2 separate regions of the Rattus norvegicus genome follow, and region 2 is linked to region 1. The links are chromatin contacts, called in public Hi-C maps. All regions are on one chromosome and are shown on one strand. The core of a region is the stretch at or near the end of the contact, and the rest is flanking DNA. Distances in the headings are between cores, read along the strand shown.

The links. Hi-C and Micro-C count contacts between places; a contact is called where the count stands out from the background.
Region 2: a contact with region 1 is called in a Hi-C map of liver, with 4 times the contacts expected there. The contact joins two enhancer-like sites. A contact is called at or near these places in 6 of 12 Hi-C or Micro-C datasets (the A7r5 cell line, frontal cortex, hepatocytes and 2 more).

Annotation. Positions count from the first base shown.
Region 1 is chr10:17,250,201-17,252,900 of GRCr8, forward strand. No RefSeq gene overlaps it. Among named protein-coding and RNA genes, the nearest start is that of Neurl1b, 38 kb to the right of the region's middle. Within about 2 kb of position 1,386, at least 20 of the 93 cell types and tissues checked have an H3K27ac peak or open chromatin away from gene starts, as enhancers often do. A contact at or near this core is called in liver, where this site is marked.
Region 2 is chr10:17,335,676-17,338,375 of GRCr8, forward strand. No RefSeq gene overlaps it. Among named protein-coding and RNA genes, the nearest start is that of Neurl1b, 48 kb to the left of the region's middle. Within about 2 kb of position 1,271, at least 12 of the 93 cell types and tissues checked have an H3K27ac peak or open chromatin away from gene starts, as enhancers often do. A contact at or near this core is called in liver, where this site is marked.

The sequences.
Region 1 (2,700 bases), core at 136-2,635:
CGCTTCAATATGGCCTAACTGCCCAAGGGCCACTGTGTCCCTGAGAGGGCAGGCTGGCATTATTGCTGCTGCCACCGTTCAGTCTGGCTCCGGGTGGGGCTTTGCAGCCCCATTCTAATTGGTGTTAGCCATGCCTGCTGGGCTCCAATTATCGCCCTGAAAAGTAATTGGCTTTACGACCCAGAGACTTGCCGCACATTAGACCGGGCCTCTGAGTCACTGGGTCACGAATTCCTCAAGTTCTGCGACATTCATATTCCAGTAGCTAAAGCTATACTTTCAGTACCCTTTCTCTGACTATGTCTGTGCTCCCATGGCGTCTTCAAGGTTCCTGGCCTAGGTTGGCTAGATGAATTCAAGTGCGCCTGAGACAGTGGCCTGAGGCAAGGGTCAGGTGCAAGACTCACCTCCTGGTCCTTCAGGGTGTGGTAATCCTGGGGTCTCAGCTCCTCCAGTAAGCTCCCACCACTGTGCTAGGCCATCCAAAAACAGCCCCAATGTCACCCTGACAGTTCCATATCCTGTTAACACCAGCCTGCAAAGTCAACCACCGGGTTTCCACTTTCCTGGTTTCTGGGTGTCACCTGGAGGGTGCTGGGTCGGGTGGAAGTGAATCGACGGGAGGGGCAGCTTATGTGAGTTGGAGGGGTGCCACACTCCATCATGACCACTAGGCGGCGATGATGTTCCATCTTCCCAAAACAGCCCCAGTTGCTTCTCTTCGAAAAGCCAAAACCCCTTCCAACTTCAACTTTATGACTTTCTGGAGGCCTACGTGTGGGCTGTCCCTGAGGAGAGGCCCTTGTGGTCTATCCAGGGAGGAAGCCTGCTTAAGAGCCACCACGGAAATGGCATCCGGGGACATTGCCCCAGCCACAGCGGTGTGCCAACCTGCTGACCTCTGCTCCTTGGCCAGGCAGCCCCTTTCTGCTGGTGGGGCTCAGGACAGCATCTCTGCTGGCCGACAGCTGCCTACCTCTAGTACCTGGCTTTTCTGAAACCTCAGAAGAGAGTAACCTGAGCCTAGGCCTCTGAGTAGCTGCTACAGCAGCTAAAACAACGCCCCTGTGGAAAGGTATACCCGTTTGTCAGGGGACAGCCAAAGGGGGCCCAAGTGGAGGTGAGATTGGCACAGAGAGGGAGGAGTCTGAGAGGGAGCCGGAGGAGGGGCGGGAGGTGGTCTGAAGTGTTCTCTTCGAGCAACTTCAGACATCTATCCTGTGCTGGATCAGGAAACCTTCCCCGAGGCCCATTTCCGCCCCACTGAGGTGGGCAGGCTGTCCCTGTGGGCACTGCAGAGGCTGGAAGCAATGACTGGGTTTCAGGCAGCTCCAGCGCCTTCGCTAGGGAAGGCCTGGCCCTTCCCACGCCTCCCCTGGAATGCGAGACTGCTCCTGGGAGTTGAGCGAAGTGTGACTTTCCCTCTAGAGTCAGAAGGTTAGCCTCCCAGGCCTGGACCAGCATTCTTGACCAGGAACCAAAACAAACAAGGGGCACGGGGCCAGGGCAAGCTCGGAAGCAGGTCTGGTTAGCCCCTGTCTCAGCACTCGGTTTTCATTCCTTGTGGGAAGGAGGTGTGCTAAATTCAGAGATCCCGTTCGGTGGAGGTGGGATGGAACTCAATAGCGCCACCATGTGGTGGTAGACGGCAGGGAGCAGCTGCCTAGTCTCCTAATTAATCCATAAGAGACATCTTCTAACACACCGAGGGGGCAAATCCAAGCATTGCGCTGCAAGCACCTTCCTCGCCGCCTGCGGCATTCAGACACTCTGCGGTTCCTATCTGGGCACTGCCTTCAGTTCACTGCTTCCACCTTGGGCCATTATGATGTACGTAAGGGCTACTCAGCTAGAGCCCTGCCCTACCTATCAGGACAACAGTTCTGACAAGCCAGTTAATTTCACTGTGAAGACAGGCTGGGTAGCATATACATTGTGGACACTTAGAAGAATGTGCAGTTTAAGCTGTGGGTCATTTATTGACAGAATGTTCCAAGGTTAATTGTGGGTAAACCATAGAAAGAAAATCAGGATAAAAGAGAGTCCTATACTTAGCATTGACTATGTGATGTCACTGTGTCACAAGGTGGGAGATTCCTCTCTCTCTTCAGAGATCCAACAAGGCCCAGAGAGGGAAGGGGTCTCACTCAGCAGCAGGCCTGGACCGGTCTCTGTATTCATGCTCCCTCACCCACGGTGCTGGATCTCATCGGACCCCCAGAGCCCCTGTGCTAGCTCACAAGAGTCACAGGCTGTATGCACACCTGAGAAGATGGACTTTAGGGAGGGGCCACCGTGCACAGACGGCTCCAGGGTGCAGTCATGTGCAGAGTGATTTTTGAGATGCTGGCGAGGGTCTCAGTCAGGAGGTGAGTGGAGCAGTGTGTGGGTTTCGAGCCTGTGGAGCAACCCTGGAGCTGACCCTGTGCTGAGGGTAATGGGCCTCAGGTAAAGTCTGTGGAAAGATGTCTAGGCCTAGGCAGGCCACATCTGGGACAGCAGGCAGAGAAGGGAACTGGGGCTGGTACCTCCTTTCAGAGGTTTCTGGAGGCTTCTCTCTGGGTATATTTAATAGTCAAGATCAAGTTCTGTTTCCAGAGCTGGATGCCTGGAATACTTGAGTTTTCCACATCCTCATGTAGGAGCCAAAACAATGTCCAAGACCAGGCTGAACCTCTAAGAAGCCTATGTAAGATCCTG
Region 2 (2,700 bases), core at 21-2,520, 85 kb after region 1:
CACAACAGGGCCGAGGTTAACCCACCCAGAGTTACACAGAAAGGCCTTGGGAGTCTGGTGCCTGGAAAGGCATCCTGGAGAATGACCGAGAGTCACAGCAGTGTGTGAGACACGTTTTCCACAGGGACCTGTCTGAAATGTTCTGAAGAAAGACCTGTGAGGGGCCTGCTGGGTCTAGGTGGGCTTCCAGAATCTCCCACAAGATGTTTCTGTGTTCCTTTTAAGTGAGTGTCCTATGCAGTTTACTCATGTCATCCAGGACATGAGATGTCCGCAGGGGTGTCTACAATCTCTTCCGGGAAAGGCTGAATACCTCATTCAGGACTCGTGAGTCTTGAGTTCAAAATCATGTAAAAGGCACCAACTTATTAAAAGGTGTTCAACAATTTTAATTACCAGAGAAGCATGCACAGAACCCACAGTGAGATACTGTTGTGCATAGCTCAGGGCCCCTGAGGATGTCCTAACTTCCACCACACTCAATGCTACTGAGGAGAAAGAAACCTGCATGCCCTGGTTTATACGACTAAGCACGTGCTTATGAACCCCAGTGACTCTGCTCCCTGCTATCTACCAGAGAGAAGGGGGAATTCATGTTTACCTAAATAACCTAGAACGTTATTGATAAATGAACGGATTAATCACACCCATGCAAGCGGAATACAACTCAACGATGAGAAGGAACAGACTTCAGATCCGTAAACAACTCAGACGTCTCCCAGAGGTCCCGTGACAATCCTCTGGCACAATCGCTGGTCCCAGCTACCCAGCCCATTCAGTAAAGTTCCAAGCAGGGAGGCGGTGTGTGGGAAGGGCGGGCAGGTGGGAGCCAGCGGATCCAGGCAGGAGCAAACTTTACTGGAAATGTTTTGCATCTTGATTGTGGTGTGGTTTTATGGGTTATGGGTTTATGGGTGGTTTTATCCAAACTGTGAATTTTATTGTATGCAGATTCTATCTCAGTCAAACCAACAACAGGCAGAAGACTCAGCTCCTTTCATCCAGGCCTCTGGGTCCCGCTCTGCCGCCTCTGTCTCTTTATCAGATGTGAACCGACCCAGCTTCTCCCTTCTCAGGCTTCCTGCCAGGCTCCCAAGACGGTGAATAATTAGGGCTCAGGAGTCTTGGATACGGAGCCAAAATCAACAGCTGGATCAGACCAGATGCCAAGCCGACTCCAGCTAGGCGCTGTGCTCAGCCTCCTGCCCCCACCGCCCCAGAGCCTGAAAGAGAAACAGTCCAGCCAGGGCTATCAATTCAGGGCTATGTCCCCATATCTCCAGTGTCAGCAACAGAAAGTCCCTGGAGTCTCGGTCACATGAGCAACAGGGTGCCCTGTCCACATCGAAGGACATTGCAGACCTGGAGGAAGTAGTAGGACTCTGGAGCAGGGTCTCCCTTGTCTGTCTCCTTGCCTCTCCCTGCCCACTAGCAGATTCTCCAAGCGTTCCTCTGCTCTCTTTCCTTGGGGAGAGCAAGTAGCTGGGAGCCCCAGTCTAAGCTGGTGATGGGTAGTGTTCTGTTGTCATGCAACCATCCGTCCTAGGGGCCCCGAGGAAGCAGAAACATCGTGGGCCCTGCCAACCACAGAGGGGAAGGGAGCACACACTGTCTCCTGAGCTGTAGGATCTGGAAATGAGCCTGTAGCATGTACAGTTGTGATTTTAAAAGAAGAAGGCTTTCTGTTAAGGAGTGAAGGTTTCTGGTGTTCTCAGCCTACAGAGGCTGCTCGCCTGTGGTCTACTCGGCCGCTCACCGGCAAGTCAGTGTAGCTTCTGAACGCTGGCTCTCTTGGAGGCCTTGTGAGACACACTCGATGGTTTCCATGGCTAGGAGGTAGCAGCCCTGTCGTCAGTGCAGATAGCTGGGGCTGTGTGTCTTTGAGCTCAGCATCTCCGGTCTCTGAAAATGCACGCTCTAATGGGACCCTGGATGACGAAGTTGTGTGGGAACATCTTCATGCTTTCGACTCCTCCGAGGCTTAGTCAAGGGCCTTCTTCTCTGGATGGCCATCAACCTAATCCCAGGCCACAGGATCATACCTCCCAAGCTGGGTTGTATTTGGATAGGTGTCACTCTGAGCTGACATTCACTGTCTCTCTGAAGCATCAGATAAAGCCTCCCAACACTCCTGAAGGCATCGGTCTTGGGCAAAGTCACCAGCCAGCCCTTCTGGCTTCTGTGTTCCTGTCACACAGGAGGTGTCCTACCGGGAGGAAGGAGCACCCTCAGAACAGGGTTCACAAGGCTTGGAAGTCTGGTGACTTAGCCCATGGTTTCTGTGTGTCATTTTACCTCTGATTTGGCAGAGCCTCATGGATGCTGGGAATGCAGAGCAAGTCCAACCCTAAACACCCACCCTGACCCTCATGCCCCTGTCTCAGGCCATGCTGACAGGTGGAGAGAAGGACTAGCTTGTGGGTAAAGGTTCTCCTCAGGTAGCCCTTGGGCCTGCAGGTAGAGGCAGCCAGTTGATTTAAGTTGACTTCCTTTGGCCCAGCCAAGCACCTAGTGCAAGCTCTTACTGTGTTCTCTGCCAGAGGAGGGCAAGGGAAAGAAAGGGGGATGAGTCTAGCCCAAGCCTTTGAATGTAGGACAGGTTGTCTGCTCTGTGTGCTCCTTGGAAAGCAGTCACATGCCCCTGGGGAACAGACCACATAGATCACACTGCAGACCCCAAGCAGAGCTGGTCTAGAGGTG